4 separate regions of the Mus musculus genome follow, and regions 1, 2 and 4 are each linked to region 3. A link is a contact called in public HiChIP or PLAC-seq data. All regions are on one chromosome and are shown on one strand. The core of a region is the stretch at or near the end of the contact, and the rest is flanking DNA. Distances in the headings are between cores, read along the strand shown. Region 1 has its middle 5.8 kb from the start of Gm23949. Region 2 has its middle 49 kb from the start of Gm23949. Region 3 has its middle 8.0 kb from the start of Gm34397. Region 4 has its middle 41 kb from the start of Sox14.

The links. HiChIP or PLAC-seq counts read pairs in DNA pulled down with a chosen protein or histone mark.
Region 1: a contact with region 3 is called in an H3K4me3 HiChIP or PLAC-seq map of embryonic basal ganglia, with 8 times the contacts expected there. The contact joins two enhancer-like sites. A contact is called at or near these places in 5 of 39 promoter capture datasets (cranial neural crest, frontonasal cranial neural crest, maxillary cranial neural crest and 2 more), 3 of 484 Hi-C or Micro-C datasets (Sertoli cells, nephron progenitors and palatal mesenchyme) and 6 of 115 datasets of contacts at active chromatin or transcription factors (embryonic basal ganglia, embryonic stem cells, oligodendrocyte precursor cells and 1 more).
Region 2: a contact with region 3 is called in an H3K4me3 HiChIP or PLAC-seq map of embryonic basal ganglia, with 5 times the contacts expected there. The contact joins two enhancer-like sites. A contact is called at or near these places in 5 of 115 datasets of contacts at active chromatin or transcription factors (embryonic basal ganglia, embryonic forebrain, embryonic hindbrain and 2 more).
Region 4: a contact with region 3 is called in an H3K4me3 HiChIP or PLAC-seq map of embryonic basal ganglia, with 8 times the contacts expected there. The contact joins two enhancer-like sites. A contact is called at or near these places in 1 of 39 promoter capture datasets (embryonic stem cells), 6 of 15 datasets of contacts at CTCF or cohesin (embryonic stem cells, hippocampal excitatory neurons, large pre-B cells and 2 more), 52 of 484 Hi-C or Micro-C datasets (the 63-12 cell line, the AML12 cell line, B cells and 29 more) and 5 of 115 datasets of contacts at active chromatin or transcription factors (Th17 cells, embryonic basal ganglia, forebrain and 2 more).

What each region holds. Positions count from the first base shown.
Region 1 is chr9:99,742,796-99,746,681 of GRCm38.p6, reverse strand. No RefSeq gene overlaps it. Among named protein-coding and RNA genes, the nearest start is that of Gm23949, 5.8 kb to the left of the region's middle. Within about 2 kb of position 2,046, at least 24 of the 459 cell types and tissues checked have an H3K27ac peak or open chromatin away from gene starts, as enhancers often do. A contact at or near this core is called in embryonic basal ganglia and neural stem cells, where this site is marked.
Region 2 is chr9:99,797,556-99,801,361 of GRCm38.p6, reverse strand. No RefSeq gene overlaps it. Among named protein-coding and RNA genes, the nearest start is that of Gm23949, 49 kb to the right of the region's middle. Within about 2 kb of position 1,746, at least 72 of the 459 cell types and tissues checked have an H3K27ac peak or open chromatin away from gene starts, as enhancers often do. A contact at or near this core is called in embryonic basal ganglia, where this site is marked.
Region 3 is chr9:100,413,537-100,417,864 of GRCm38.p6, reverse strand. No RefSeq gene overlaps it. Among named protein-coding and RNA genes, the nearest start is that of Gm34397, 8.0 kb to the right of the region's middle. Within about 2 kb of position 2,339, at least 20 of the 459 cell types and tissues checked have an H3K27ac peak or open chromatin away from gene starts, as enhancers often do. A contact at or near this core is called in embryonic basal ganglia and neural stem cells, where this site is marked.
Region 4 is chr9:99,833,177-99,837,096 of GRCm38.p6, reverse strand. It overlaps the pseudogene Gm518. Among named protein-coding and RNA genes, the nearest start is that of Sox14, 41 kb to the left of the region's middle. Within about 2 kb of position 1,361, at least 6 of the 459 cell types and tissues checked have an H3K27ac peak or open chromatin away from gene starts, as enhancers often do. A contact at or near this core is called in embryonic basal ganglia, where this site is marked.

The DNA.
Region 1 (3,886 bases), core at 797-3,296, 670 kb after region 3:
GAGAATTTATTAGATTGAGGTGTCTAGGCCATAGATGTTAGTAGAGTGCCAGCCAGAGAAGCAAGAAGACTTGAATGGATTCCCAGATCCCACAGAAAATGTCCAGGAGTTGGTGGGGGCTCAGATGTCTGTAACTCCATTGCAGGGGGAAGCGGGGAGGAGACAAGAGATTCCCTGAAGCTTACTGGCCATTCTGCCTACCTTAGTCAATGAGTTCCAGATTCCATGAGAGAACTTGTCTCAAAAAAAAACAAAAGCAAAACCAAAGAAAGACAAGTTGGAAAGCAATCAAGAAATACTTGACTTTAACTTCTGGTCTCCACACACGTGCACAGCCATACACATGAGCATGTGCATATACTGCATGCATACACATGCAGCAACATACATACACATGCAGCTTGGCTCACACAACCAGAGGCTGAACGGCCCCACCGTGGTAGTCTGCAGTATGGAGAGTTAAGTAACCATTATCTTTTCAGTCCCAGAAACTGAAAGGCTCCAGACAAGAAGAAGCAATAATATAGCCTGGGTCCAAGGCTGAAGACCTGTAAGCACCCTGGAAAGTTGCTACCAGAAGTCCACATTGAAATCCTGAAGAGCTGGGGGTGAGAGAGATGGCCCAGGGGGCTAAGGGCATTAGCTACTCTTTAGAGGACCTGATTCAATTCCCAGCACCCACATGGTGATCCAGAAACACTTGTAACTCCAGTTCCAGGGGATCTGGCTCCCTCTTCTGGCTTTCTGTGGGCACCAGGCATGCATGTGGTAGGTAGACATACATGCAGGAAAAACACTTGCACCCATAAAATAGTAAAACAATCATAAAGCTTGAACACAAACAAACAAAAAAACTGATGAATCTGGAATCTAGTGTCCATTGGCGGCGGCAGAAAAATGCATCCATTCGAGAATGAGTCTTGTCTGTGGCAAGCCTCCCCCTTTTCCCACTTTGTGCTCCATCAAGGACCCCAGTTATTTGCAAACACTCCCAACATTCAAGGTGATAGTGTCCATCTATCAGTTCTGTACTCCACATCCCTGGAAACACCCTCACAGACACATTCTGTTGTCTTGCCAGTTTCCCAGGTGTCTCTCAATCCAACCTAGCTGACAACCAAGGTTAAGCATCTCAGAGGGGTACCCGGAAGCTTCTCTAACTGTCAAATGCACTGAGTTGCTCAGAACTTCACATCCTGAGTTAGTAAGATGTGGGCAAGGCACCCGCCACTAAGCCTGATGACCAGAGTTTGACCGCTGGGACCCATCGCTGGGTGGATACTGGCTCCTGCATGTTGCTCTCTGACTTCCACCCACACGTCATGGCATGAACACACAAAAATAAAAATAAGACACTCATTTGTCTCTGTCATAAGGGGGCAGCCGCTCTAAGAACAGAGCCCAGGTAGCAGCTCATCCCGTGACATCACTGTTCAGTGGTTAAGAACCCTGTTCTCAGGTGTCACAGCATCTCAGTCCTCTTGAGACAGAGTGGTCAATTCACACAGGCACTCCGACTTTTTATTATTGCTAACTTTCATCTCAGTGCTTACATTTCCTGGGCTCCTCAAGTCTGGAAATGAGAGCTCTCTGCGGTTTAAGTTTAAGGCTTCCTGGCAGAAGACGAAGCGGGGATCTTTGGGCTCGGTGGCAATTTTAAAAAGAAGTTTAATTGAAGTCTGAGATGTTGCATAAATGGAAGATATAAGTTTTAATTGAAAAATAATTATAACCACTTAATCATTTTTAAATGAGGGCTGTAATTGCAGTCAGTGCACAATGGCCACATACAGACACCGAGATCCCCTCAATAAAGCAGGGATGGTACAGCTTGATTTGCTAATAGCGCTTCCACTTCTCCTCCCTTTTGTCTCAAAGATTAATTCAGGCAAGGGCTATTAGTGCTGTTAATTGGTTCTGCAATTTAGACCTTGTGTCTGTGAATGAATGACTGATGCAGTCGCTCAGCCAATAAATGGGAGCACTTCGTCAATGCTCCCCATTGTCCAGCAGGGCATCATCCTGGCTGCCCAGCCTCCCTCCCACCAGCCACTGGGGACAAAAGGCCCCTTGCTTCTTCTAGGTCACAGCTTCAGAAGGACCTGTGGTAGGTCAACACGATGCCTTTGAAATGAATCTGACTCATTAGATCTAATGGATATTCAGTTAGCGTTCTTCCCTGCTTACCAGATTTGGGGATGAGGGGTGCTTGTGAATCCTCCTCTCGTTTTATTATGAGGCTATAAAAGAAGAAGAGGTCCAGCTATTATGAAGCTTGGCAAAAGAAAGCACCAACTGTGACATTAGTGAGAAGACAAATGTACCCTCAGATCTCGGGGAGGGGGGGAACCATCCTTTAGTTCTTGCAGTGCCTTCTTGGCATCGGCATCACACCCAGGGAGGCTTTGGAGACTTATCAGGCCCAGTGGGATAGCACATGGATCATATTTCCCTCAAGGATTTGGAAGATAAGTGCGGTGCTGAAGCATCACCAAAGACCGTCCTGATTGAAGACCATAGTCACCAGCTGTCATTAGCAAAGCCATGCTGAATTTCACTGCTCAGGGAAGGGGGCTCCCCATAAGAAAGCCCCTCCTCTGCAACTACAGAACCCTTACAACTGTGCCACAGGCGTTCAGGTGAAGCTTTCCTGAGCTTAGCAGTCAACTGCTTGCTGGCCATTTTAGCTCCCGGGAGCAGTCTTAAGCCAGGAAAAGCCAAAGACAATAGGGTTTGCCATGCTCCAAACCAAGGGAGGGAGGTGAGAAGGAAAAGGCCCTCTGAGGCCAGTTGATCCTGAACTTGGAAGCATGAACAGTCCGTGAGTGTTTTGCAGACTGTACATCGGGGCTGCACATTTCGGGTTTTGCCCGTGAGGCTAGAGGTCTGTATTCTGTTTGGTTCCCATTCGCAAAATGACCCTTCACTTCAAAACAAGTGCTTAAAAATCTCTTCTATCCCAACAACAACAACAACAACAAAATGACACCGTGAGGAAGCTCCACCAGTCAGATGAGAGGAAAAGCCACAGAATAAAGAAGCCGTTTCCAGAAGAGCAAATCACTGAGCACAAGCTTCCAGCCACAAGCTTCGATGCAAGAGAAAATAACTATGTTTAGTAAATAAAGACAATGGTTACTTTGAGACTCAGTTTATCAGTGAAGGAACCTGGAGTCTGATGGGTTTTTTTTCTTGAAGACTGAAGAAGATAGAGAAGTGTCAGAGAGGCATTGCCTGTGGAGAATTAAAAGGCAATAATCATAATCACTTAAGCTCTGGTTTCTATTGTCTTTGTGCGACCTTTCCATTGCTGACATTGATAGAAATTCCTCCCTAAAGCATTTTTGTGGTTTTAACATCTAAATAATTTTTTATAATACATATGTAAGTTTCAGGTTGGCATGTTTTTACTATTTCTCTTTGAATAAGCGCTTTCTATTGAGAAGTTAATTAAGAATATTCCCCGTTGGCCCCAAGGCACACAGACATACCTGGACATATTTGTTTCAGGTGTATATTCTGAAGGGTCTGGATCACATGGGTTTGCTTTAGGCACAGTTGAACATGTCTGGCTGCCTAGAGGACTGCGTGCTCCCATCTGTCAGCCAGAGACGGGGAAGCCCAGTAACAATGTTATTGTTAAGTGAGGATGTTACTACATTCCTGCCATTTTAGGAAACCACAGGAAGACTTTCTTCTGTTTAAAATGGAAACAGAATGCAGACATTGCTGTTAATAGTTTGCTTTAGAAAAAATATATATATTGGGGTCAGAGTGTTATTAGACGCGTTCTCACGACCGGCCAGGAAAGACGCAACAGACCAGAATCTTCTGCGGCAAAGCTTTATTGCTTACATCTTCAGGAGCCAGAGTGCAAGAAGCAAGA
Region 2 (3,806 bases), core at 497-2,996, 620 kb after region 3:
GCTAGATGTTTTTTCCTTGGATTTTTTTAAGTCCTTGAGGTTGGTTGCTCTAACAGAATAAACACTTAGCTTGTGTTTGTTGAACAGAAGACGAGTTCAAACGCAAAATGCTTTTAAAATGCGGTGCTTTGAAAGGGAGCTAATTTTGTAAAGCTCCCTCTGCACATTTTAAGAAATAAATTAAGGCCTCCCTGTTCGCTATGATCCCCACCTCGGAATAACCTAGAACCCATTTCTTTCTTAGAATTTTATGCAAACCTTCGGGTAGCCCAGGGCATTCCCATAAAATTTGCCTGCCAACTTGATGTGAGATTCTTCCTACAGAGGCAGAAAACATAAAGACCCAGAATAAAAAGACTACAAAATCATCAAGCAATGCCATTGCAGTTGATTGGGTAGATTCAGACAACAGAAATTTACTTACTCCTCTACGGAAAAAAAGAATGAAGTACGATTTGTGCTGGACTGTGGTGAAACTTAAAAACATCGTGCTAAGTTAGCCGAAGTCAGCCACTGGAAGCCCTCTGTGGTTTTATTTAAATGCAACATCAGAATTTGTAAATATACACAGGCCAAAAACAAACTGGCAGTTGCCTTGAACTGGGACCATAGCTAAAGAGTACACGGTTTCTTTTACTGAGATGATGAAACGATTCTAAAACTTTACTGTAAATTGTTAAAACTTTATACACGCACTAAATCACTAAATGATATGTTTATAACGAATGAACGGCATGGCGCAAACGGAAATACAACTGTTCCAAAAAAAAAAAAAAAGCTTTATTTATGTTAAATGCCACTCTAATTTCATTAACTGAATCTGTTTCTTTGATTAATTTTACTCCTCACCTAAGCTCTGCCAGAAAAAGCAAAACCTTGGGTCCCACTCCAGTAGTTCTGTTTTGGTTTTGAGACAGGAGCTACCCATCCCCCACCCCCATCTCCACCGCCCCCTTCTCCAAGGGCAACCTTCTGAAAGAAACACCGCCTCTCGTTTACTCCAAAGGAGTCTTTTCATATCAATCCGGAAAGCGGGGCAGCAAGGTCTTTTAGGGCACGCGAGGACCCACGGAAGGGTCAGATTTTTCAGAGCCACAGTGGAAAAGTTCTCCGGGTAAACAGATACCTGACGGACCAGAGAAAGCAGCTGAGAGACCAAAGCAGCCAACAGGCGGTTAACAGCCAGCCATTCCCACAGCTGTGGCCTTCCTGTTGCTCATACATTTGACAATAAAGACTTTCTTTCTCGTGGTGTCAGTTAAAACACGGCTAACAAAGTAATTGCTGCTACTGTGTTTACCTTTATTTGGTCCTAGACTACAAAAGGACATCGGAGTTTCCTATCATAGTACAGCTCTTGGGCTTGTTTCTGATGAATCACCCTCGGCCCGTGCCTGTTTGTTTTTATTAATACAGCTCACATTTCTGTAATCCTATAGACTTCCCTGGAGCACTCTGTTAAATGGTCTTAACGATCGAGCCAAAGGCTTCCCTGGTCCTCCTTGGACAAGAGCTTTCAAGGCGGCGAGGTGGCTGGATTCAAGCAATGCGAGCGATAAAGGTTTGGAGCTGGGAGGGCGGCATGCGGAAGTGATGCATAATTCATCAGGCAAATTAATCTAGTCTCCTTTCCTATGCCCATTGCAATTATGGGGAACACGCAGCCAGAGGCTTCCTCTCCCTCCCTCCTCCCCTTCCATGACATTGTTAACTCCCTGAGAAGCTCTGGGACAGATTCTAGTCACTGGCTGCTCCTGCACCACGCGCTGAACAGAGCAGAGCAGTCGGTCCCTGGGAACGTGCCCCTCTGTTCCTCAGCTTAGAGGAGGTTTTCTGTGATGGGTGGGGGGCTGAGGGAAGCACTCGCAGTGGGGTTGGTGTGCAGCAGAGCAGAGAGTGGGGACAATTAGTTTTCTTCATGCTTGGCTGAGCCTTAGTGTAGGGCTGGACCAGCTTAGGGGGTGAGGCAGATCACAGATAATAGAAGCTTCATTTCCAACTGACCCTTCAAGCGTTCTGCCAGGCCCGAGAAGGAGGAACAATGCCGACCTCCTCAAGAAATGCTGGCCCCGAATGCCAGGTGAAGGCACCAACGGAATAACGAGGGAAAAACAAAGGCGATAGACAAGGCTTTGCCTTGAAATGGTTTCTATAGTCCCCACTGAAAGAAAAAGAGAAAGCTCTATTGAGGATGGAAAATGAAGTTTGCTAGTGAAACATGTATCTCTAACAATAAGCAGGACACACACGCACACGCACACGCACACACTCGGAGCATTATGTGGACAACTCCCTTCTGACCCAAGGATGTGCCTCTGAAAGGGGAAAAAAAATGACTTCTTCCTGTGTTAAGTAGAAGAGCCATCATTCCATGGCTGTCTGGCTACACCAGGGCCACCAAAATGATCTTATGCTGTTAATGAAATCAGGTGAATGCTGGCATAAGTAGAGGAAGCAAATAAAAAGACTGCACTGGAGAGGGGGTCGGAGCACTGACATCTGTGCTCTTGGTCCCTATTACTGCTGAGCGATAAACTACCTCAAAACTTAGGAGCCGAAAGCATTTGATTGTACTTCATGGTTTGTTTGGTTTTTATTTTTAATTTCATGCAGGGGTCATGTGTGTGACCTACTTGCTTTGTATGGTAAACCAATATCATTGTTTTTAATATCCAAATTATGAAGACCCCCAAGATGGTTTTGTCTGTTTCTCTTATACCTAGGAAAGGATGGCTAGAAAACTGGGCTCATCCAGGACTGTCAACCTGGTTACCTACGTGCAGTTTTATCAAAAGGGCAACACAGCCTCCAATGAGTGCACATTCAAGTAGATTGAAGGTGGTGGCCTGAGCATCATACCTGCTATATTGTATTAGTAAAAGCAGTCATGGAGCCTTCCAGGGGACAGAGATTTCGCCTGTCAGTGGGCAGACTGCTAAGAAAACGTAGTGTGTAATCCACCATGTATTTCTTTATTATGGGAATAGAAAGGGAAAAAAATCGGGTTACAACGGCCCCTGGTACTGTGGTACCTAGGAATGTTAAATGAAGCAAAGAGAACGACCCTTACATTCACTGCTTAACAATCCAAGGGAAGTTTCTAGAAAGGGGGGTTCTAAGTAAGACTCAGAGGACACACAGAAGGTGCACAGAGGCAAAGAACCAATGCCAAATCGGCTCCCCAGATGTCAAACTTGGAAATTTTCCCCCTTTTCTACACATGCCCTCAGCTCACAGATCTTTCCTCTATTTGATACCTTAAGACTTTCAGCACCTTTCAATGGCTGCAGTCCAAATGCATGTATTTGTTCAGAGAATGGGTAAACAAATGGATCAAACTCGACTTGCCAAGGGCAGAAATATATTCCAACTGCTAGTCATCAAGAACTAAGTAGTATATAAAAGTCTAGACATCAGACATATTGTTTATATGTTTTTCTTCGCTTAATTTTTTTTTGTACTGGGTACAAGCTATATCCATGCTAAACAATTATGTCGTCACTGAGCTGCCTCTCCATCCCAATATCATTCACTGGAAGGAATTTCGTACCAGGATGGCTTGTCCTTTGCTGCATTGTGTGTCTGCCCATTCATCCTTGCCTGGGTGTTTTTCTTTGGGCTTCGTGGGATGGTTTTCTCTCCCCTCTCTGTGTCTTTGTACTTTGAGGACAGCGTTCAATATCCCCATGTTTACAAGCGGCTTGGTGTCATGGGAACCCTGGGTGTCTCTAGTGTTCTACTCTGAGGACAGAGCAACCAGGGAGCGGCTAACAGCAGAGCTGGGAATTCACCTCTTTTGTTAGTGC
Region 3 (4,328 bases), core at 1,090-3,589:
TCCATGCAAAAGGCTTCTCTTTAACTTAGGGGTGCTTTCAGAAATCTAATTTCTGAATAAGGCCATGTTTGGAGCGTGAGGACTTCAATATGTAAAAATTTGGAGGCTTATAAACTAGCTTCTAGCAATGAGAGATTCAGAAGGGAAACTTTTGTGGATGATGATGAGCGGCTAAGGTCAGCATTGAGTTTACTCATTTTGAGATCCCTCTGAGGCACATTTGAAGATGTCAGGCAAACCAGAGCAGACATTGTATGTGGGGCTTTAGATCAAGGTCTGGGCTGGAGATTCAAGCTTAGGAATTGTTGACACGTTCACATAAGCCATAGGAATTCCCCCTTTCACAACCCCCAGGTGAGCCTGTGTGTGTGTGTGTGTGTGTGTGTGTGTGTGTGTGTGTGTGTGTGTGTGTGTGTGTGTAGGGCACTTACTCACAAGGAACCAGAATCCTAGCTGAACTCCATTCAAGTCCCCAGAAGTTCTTGCCATCTGCAAGGGCCCCATATCTTCCAGCTTAAAATAAAGTTTACCTTATAGGCCTGCTACAATGTAGACATTGGGGGTGAGGGGTAGGGATGTGGGGGGGGGGTAGGGATGAGAGGTGGGGGGATGGTGGGTGGGGGGAGAGTATCCTTTGCATATATTTATTCAAAACAAAGAATCATGACTGCTAAATCTTTGTAATGCTGCTCATGTTTATGTTGAAAAAAAAAAACCAACAACCCAGCATATTAAAAAGTATGATAAAAGAAAGGGAGAGAATCACTCCACACTTCACATGCTGGGTCAGTTCTCATTCCAGCCTTGTCTGTGTGGTTAATGGCTTTGTGCAGCCTTTGACCTCCTTCCGTTACTCCAGGGCTTCTGTGACAACATGAGATGTCAGTGGGAGCCTGCTTTGAACTCAGACACAAACAACCCTCAACCAATGGGGTTGGAAGCTGGCAGAAAAACACATCTCCCCCTTGATCATGGGGAAGGAGGAAACACTGTGAGAACCCTTATTTATTTCCTCAGGAGAAAGGGCCCCTGGCAAGGCTCAAATTCTATTGTGTGTGAATAGACTTTCTCTCCCTTCCAGGTTTCACAGTCTGGGGTCTCTAGAATGAGTTAAGTTCCCATCCATCATCATCTTTGCTTCAGATCATTTTACTCCAGGAATGTATGTCAAACCTTCATCCCAGAAACAGTCATCTTCAATATAAACATGAATCCGATATCGTCCTATGGTGGGGGTGGGGGTGGGGCAGAAACACACTTATAGAATAAGGTAATTTATGCAGCCTTGAATCCTGAGGAGTGTGCAGGGCTGAGGCTAGGCTGAGATAGCTGTGCTATGTGCAGTGACGGAGGTACCCATTCTCACTCATGTGAGAGTCAGCCTGTGCTGTTCCACACTGTTACTGCCATAAGCGATCCAGTGCGGTCCCCTGGTGTGTTCCTAAAAGCTTGTTCCAGACAGGACCCGTGCTTGCCAGGTAGAGATCTCTGGGTTAGGGCATATTCTTCCTTGTACCACTAGTCTGGGTGAGGGACTATGGTAGAGGCTGTAGGCTATGGTGATGGAAGAGCTGGGCTCACATTCATCTACTACTTATTAGGTGTGTAGCAACCTCAGGACCTCTGTCAACAATGAAGCCATGGAGGATAGCAACAAAGCAGAGCCTGTGGTTGGAGGGAAGCCTGCTCCACTGGGCTGGTTGGAGCCTTTTCTCATGACTTGGGTATTCCAGAGATTCTAGCACAATGAACATTGCTTCTGTCGTGGGTAATATGAAAAAATCTGTATAGAAAATTAGAATAGAACCACTATAGAACCAGTAAGCCTTTGGTTGAATAAATAACACTTAAGGCTCCTCTCTGCCCAGGGAGGGTCTTGTGCTGAGCTGTAGAGGATAGTAGTTGGAGGTTTGGCTGTGCCTGGTTTTGCTGGTAGAGGTTCTGTGAGGATAGTGAGCTGGCAAGTCTGTCCTTCATTTGGGGATTTGGTTGCTGAACTTGAAGGTTATAGAAGTAGTGATGTGGAGGTGAAGTAATGAATGGGGTATGGATGCCCCAAGTGAGGAGTGATGGAGGCAGATCCTGGATCCAGTGAAAAGATGCTGGTGGACCATAGAAGGTACGGGTCAGGAGAATAAATCTGAGGTTTGTAGCAGGGCCTCTGGGGTAGAGGCTGCTCCCAGGTCCTCCCCTTTATGACATGGCTTGTAAAATTGGGGCAGACGTCCACTTCTTAGTGCGTGAGCCTTCTTTTTACTCCCTTCCAAAGACCCCAGTGTTCTTAGGCAGGACTGCATTCTGCAGGCACAGTAGCTTCAACAGTGTCTCATTTCCCCAAGAAACAGTGTAAGCTGGGCACGAGGCCAAGTTTCTCCTCTCCACTGCTGCTAAAGCAGCTCCTTACTATTCATGACTTTACCGTGGTCGACGTCTGTCAGTCATGGGGTTGGAGTTATGTAAAGAAGTGTTGGCCAGGGCTACTGGCTGCTACCACACAGAAAAACCTACTTGTTAAAATTTTTTTTAAAAACTCTTCCTTTTTGTGTATCATATTGAAGAAAGCATAATTTGTAACTTTTGTTTCCCCTTCTCCCTCACTCCTACACAATTGCATGGCCCTAACCGCCATTATCCATGGAACCTTTCTCACCACATTCCCTCTCAGAGACCACAATGGGACTCTTTCTGGAAGTGCTCATTCTATACCACTGCCCATGTTTCTGCAGCACTGGACACCTCTGTCCATGTTTTTGAAGCTCTGGGCATCACTGGGTGCGCTTCTCAGCTTTCTCTTTTGCCTTCGATATTGGTGTCACTTCCTGTGTCTCCTCCATGTTTCTGACATCTCTGGTGTCCCATTCCTCTGCAGACGCTGTGTTGCTTTACTTCTCACCTTGTCTCCTCATTGTACCCTAAGTCCTGAGTTTTTTGGCCCTTCTATATTTCTCCCACAATCTACAAGTGATTGACACTTGCTCTATACCTACAATCCATCTCTTTTTCCTGAAAATGCAGACCTATATATTTAACTGGCTATAGAATTCAAGAATTCCTTCGAACTGAAAGTAGCTACAAAAGGCCCATCTTTTCCTAGAAAGCCAGATCGACTTCAATGGTTTCCTTTCCCAGATGCGTGTTAGTCCTGTGTGCTCAGCTGTGGGAGTCTTGGGCATCATTCCTGGCACCTTCCTTTGGGCATCCTTCGAATGCAGCCGATAACAAATCCCTGTTCTTTTCTGCCCTCTTCACACATCTCCTGCTCATTGTCTCCTCTCTATAAGCCTGTGATGGGTCTCCTTGGCTCCAGCTTTACCATATTCAATATTTTCTTCAAGCTCTTAACAGCATGCTCTTCATAAGCACAGATCTGATCCTTTCACTCTGTGGGCTATCCAAATTCAGCCCCACAATTTACCTTCTGCCTGTCTTGTCAACCCCAGTTTCATCAGAGATTTCCTTACAACACTGGGTTAGTGAGAGAATAGACACACAAGAGAAACCGTCGTTAATTCACCACTAAGCACACCAGGTGTAGAGTTGCTCAAGATTTCAGTTTCAAAGACTTGGTAAACCTGTGGGATGTGTGGAAGACACTTTTAAAATTAAAAGAAAATGTATTCTTTGTGACTCTGAAGGGAAGAAGCAGGCAATTTCAGCTGGTAGGTTCTAATTCAATGTAACAGTTTCTCCCAGTGAGAACTGACCACAGACTTGGATCTCCCTGAAGTAGCGAGCGCCCCCCCACCCCCCTTCTTAGGCGACCTCAGAACAGTTGTTGAATGGCTATGCAGGCAGGTTGAGAAAAGAGCCATACAGGCATTCTCTGAATTGTTAGGCTTCTATGAGAAGAAGGAGAAGAAGCTGAGGTTTTTTTTTTTTTCTTTTTTCTTTTCTTTTTGTCTTCGTCTTTCAAGTGTCTGGCTTTGTGCCAGGAGACTATATATACTAATTTTTGTTCTGACAATTACTCCAAGAGAGACTGCCGTTTTGAGATCCATTTTATTGAACAATCTAAAGCTCAGAGAGGTGAGGTAACTTCCCGAGGCCACTAGGAAGGTAAGCGATGGAGCTGGACTCAGATTCACTCTGGCGTGGTTCTAGCCAGTTCCTGTCTCAGTTCTGTCTCTAGCCAGTTGCTGTCCATCTGACTTAGAACCTTCTCACAAGGACAGATTCTGAGACCTCATTTAAGATCTACTGGATTAGAAATTCTCGGCATGGGGCCGACCGTCTATACTTACGACAACTTCCCTCAGAGATTGTGATGTCCACTACAGTGTGAAACTTACAGTCAAAAACAGCTTTCCATTTTGATAATGTACATGGGT
Region 4 (3,920 bases), core at 112-2,611, 580 kb after region 3:
TTGTGACTCAGCGATGCTATTTCCAGCCCAACTCTCCACTTCCCACTATAACTAAGAAACAGAACCAGCCTAGATACCCATCGGCAGATGAACAGATAAAGAAAATGTGGCACACGCACACGATGCCGTCTTACTCAGTCATGAAGAAAAATGAAATTCTAGCATTTGCAGGGATGGCATCTGAACCGAATGAAGCTCTTTATGCTAAATGAAGGAAGAGTGTCATATGTAGACTCGAGACGTAGAGGAGTGTGTTCGTGGGTGGAGAGGCATGGGGAGGATGTAACATTAAGGGAGGAATGGGGAGAAGAAAGTAGCGGAATACACACGAAGTGAAAGCATGGCAGGGACCGTGTGGGAGGAAGCAGGCAGTGGCCTGATGAGCCTGGGAAGGAGGAGAGAAGGCAGTGGAGGAGGTGATGGACATGGGCAAAAATAAAATGGCGAAATAAAATGTAAACAACACGATGGAGCCATTGCTTTGGATAGCTTAAAATAAATAAATAAATAAAATAAACTACTTGCTAAAGAACAATCGAGTTGTTGAAGCTCAATAAAGCCCAGTGACATACCTTTTAGTGGAAGGGCCTGGGACAACTGCTGGAGAGATTGAGGGGGATGCCGTGCGTTGTTTTCAGCCACTCTTGTGCACCCCTTAAAGTGCTTGGTGGAAACTTGGCCCAGCAGTGCATTTGATTCCTAGGCAGAAATGAAAGAACAAAGAACTGCTGGGACTAGACTGGGATGGAAATGTATGACTCAATCATTCATTCACTCATTCATTCATTCATTCATTTACTTCAAGCCTTCTATGTGGGGTACACTATGCCTGGGGCTCCTCTTAACTCCCAGGAACACCTGCACCACCCCTTCCTGCCACCTTTGGATGGATGTGCTGTCACGGCTTAGATTCATTTCTCTCCTCTTGAAGACCTATCATCCTTGCACACTACGGGCCCAGTTTAATCTTGGCTTAAAAATAAGATCATTCTTTCCCCCATTTATGGAGGGGATTCTCCACAGGGTAGAGGTGGTGCTGCTGGGTGGGCTGAGGTAGAGAGACTGCCTGAGACGGCTTTTCTCCCCTCTGCAAACTCTGAGAGTCCCACTTGGACTCCAGAGTCCCATTGAGAGCACGGCAGCAATGTTGATGTGCAATTCTAATGCCGATTTTAGCAGCCTAAGTGCTTTTTAATGCATAGCATTACAGCAAGTGGGCCCTATTCTCTCAGTCTCTGAATAGCTGTCTGGAGGGGCGTAATTCCCAGCTCGGCCTCCAAGCACAGTTATTTACAAGCCCGGTTGCACGCTCACGTCAAGTGTGGTGAGAGCCAGAATGGAGATGGGCTGAGTTTAAAGCAATTTGGCAAGTCTTTATTCCCTGCATAATCATGCTGGCGCCTCAGCCACCCCCACCTGAGTGTCTGTCCATATATGGTAAAGCAAGTCTGAAAATTTGGGGAGACCAGCTGCAGAAGAAATAATTCTGCACCTCCCCCCTTCCATCTGGCTCTGAAATTGCCCCCCTGGCCTCTTAGCTGTGCCTTGCTACTCTGCCCAAATTAAGATTCTCAGCCCAAATCTGCTATCTATATCAGTCAGTCACTCCATTCCTTAATCCATCCATTCATCCATCCATCCATCCATCCATCCATCCATCCATCCTTCCATCTGTCTATCCAAACATCTCATCCTAAAATTCGGTGAGTCTTTAAAAGTAAACTTTCTGTTCTATTCCTGCCCAGTCCTTCCCAGTACAACATTGGTTCAACAACTAAGTCAGATCTCAAAACTACTATTCTGAGCTGGACATGGAGGTGTGTATCTATCATCCCAACGGTTGAGAGGCAGAGGCAAGGAACCACAAGTTCAATGTCAATGTAGGCTGGTCCAGTTGACCCTTATCCTAAAATGTACACACAACAAACAAACCAACTCCTCTGTCAATGACTTACGATCAAATTTAAATTAAAATCCAATTCCTTATAAAACACTGTGTAGGGCTTGGTTTCAGCTTCTCAGCTTCCTCTCCTGTATTTATTATAATGTAGGCACATTGGCCTCCTCCTGGCTGGTTTTCAGATAACCAGGAGCTTTGACCTAGCCCAGGACACTTTTAACTCTAGTAACTCTTCTATTAACTCTTCGCCTCCCACAACTTTGCTTAAATCTAAACTCAAGCTTTATTTCTTTCAAGATGCCATTGCTGTAAGACTCTCTTCTTCCTCTTATCTACTCTCAAACTCATTATCTTTTATGATGGCACATGGGACGTCTCAGGAGTGCTCACTGGGTGAACCTTCTTAAGTGTTAATGGGTCTGCACGCTTCTCTCTCTGGTGTTTCTTATTGCAACTGCAGCGTCCAAGGCTGCTGTCTTGGTCATCTTGTGATCCATGAAGTTGGAATATCGTGGATATTTATTTCCTTTTCATTTTTGTCCTTACCTATTTTGTTTATTTCCAATCCAATGTATACAATATCCCACATGGAAAATGTCAGTTATCCTCTAAGCCAGTGGTTCTCAACCTGGGGGCCAAGACCCCTTTGGGGGTGGATTATCTATTAAATACCCTACATACAAGATATTTATACTATGATTTGTAACACTAGCAAATTACAGTTATGAAATGACAGCAAAATCATTTAATGTTTGGGGTCACCACACACACTGTGAGGAACTGTGTTAAAGGGTCACAGCCTTAGGAAGGGTGAGAACCTCTGCTCTAAGGTATGCAGTTGAAAACCTAAAGCAAAGCAGCAACTTTGCCCGGGCTCCCCCTCCTGGCTTTACCTCTCCTTTGTTAGCCCATTAGCTTGGGATTTACCCCCAAATACTTCTAAATACATCTGCATCACTAATTTATACTATTTCAGTTTGCAGAATTATTTGTTGGCTTTCCTCTACAGATACACACAAAAAAAAGTGAAAATGTACTGGACTTTGTCTATGAGAGATGGTTTGGGGGTCTCTTTTCTACTTCCCAGCCAATCATATGAATGTTACCTTCCCGCCCTGAGACTTCCACTCAAGCTAATCTTCATTTTGGTTGAACTAATATTCCATTTTCAAACTTTTTATTGGTTATTTTATTTATTTGCATTTTAGATGTTGTCCCCCTTCCCGTCTCCTCTCTGCAGACCCCTCATTCCATCCCCCTCCTCTTAGCTTCTGTGAGGGTGCTCCCCCACTCACCCACCCACCCACTCCTACCTCACTATCCTAGCATTCTCCTCCACAGGACCAAGGGCCTCTCCTCCCATTGATGCCCGACAAGGCCATCGTCTGCTACATATGCAGACGGAGCCATTGGTCCCTCCCTCTATACCATATTCTTTGGTTGGTGGTTTAGTCCCTTGGAACTCTGGGGGGGAAGGGGGCCTGGTTGGTTGATATTGTTGTTCTTCTTATGGGGTTGCAATCCCCTTCAGTTCTTTCATTCCTTCCCCTAACTCTTCCATTGGGATCCCCAGGCTCAGTCCAATGGTTGGCTGTGAGTATCTACATCTATATTAGTCATGTGCTGGCAGAGTCTCACACGGAACAGCTATACCAGGCTCTGTCAACAAGTGCTTCTTGGCATCAGCAATAATGTGGGGGTTTGGTGTCTGCAGATGGGATGGATCCCTAGGTGGGGTGATCTCTGAATGGTCTTTCTTTCACTCTCTGTTCTGTCCCAGAAGGACCTGGGAGGGAGAGAGGATGGGGAGTGGGGGGAAAAGGGGACAGGATTAGGTATGGGAAGAGACATAAGAGAAGTACAAAGGGTCAGGAAAATGAATAGAAATATGTAGCAGTCAGAGGTAGAGAACTGGGGGTAGCCACTAGAAAGTCCCAGGATCCAGGGAAATGAGAGGTTCCCAGGGCCCAATGGGGATGGCATTAGCTGAAATACCCAACAAAGGGGAGACAGAACGTGT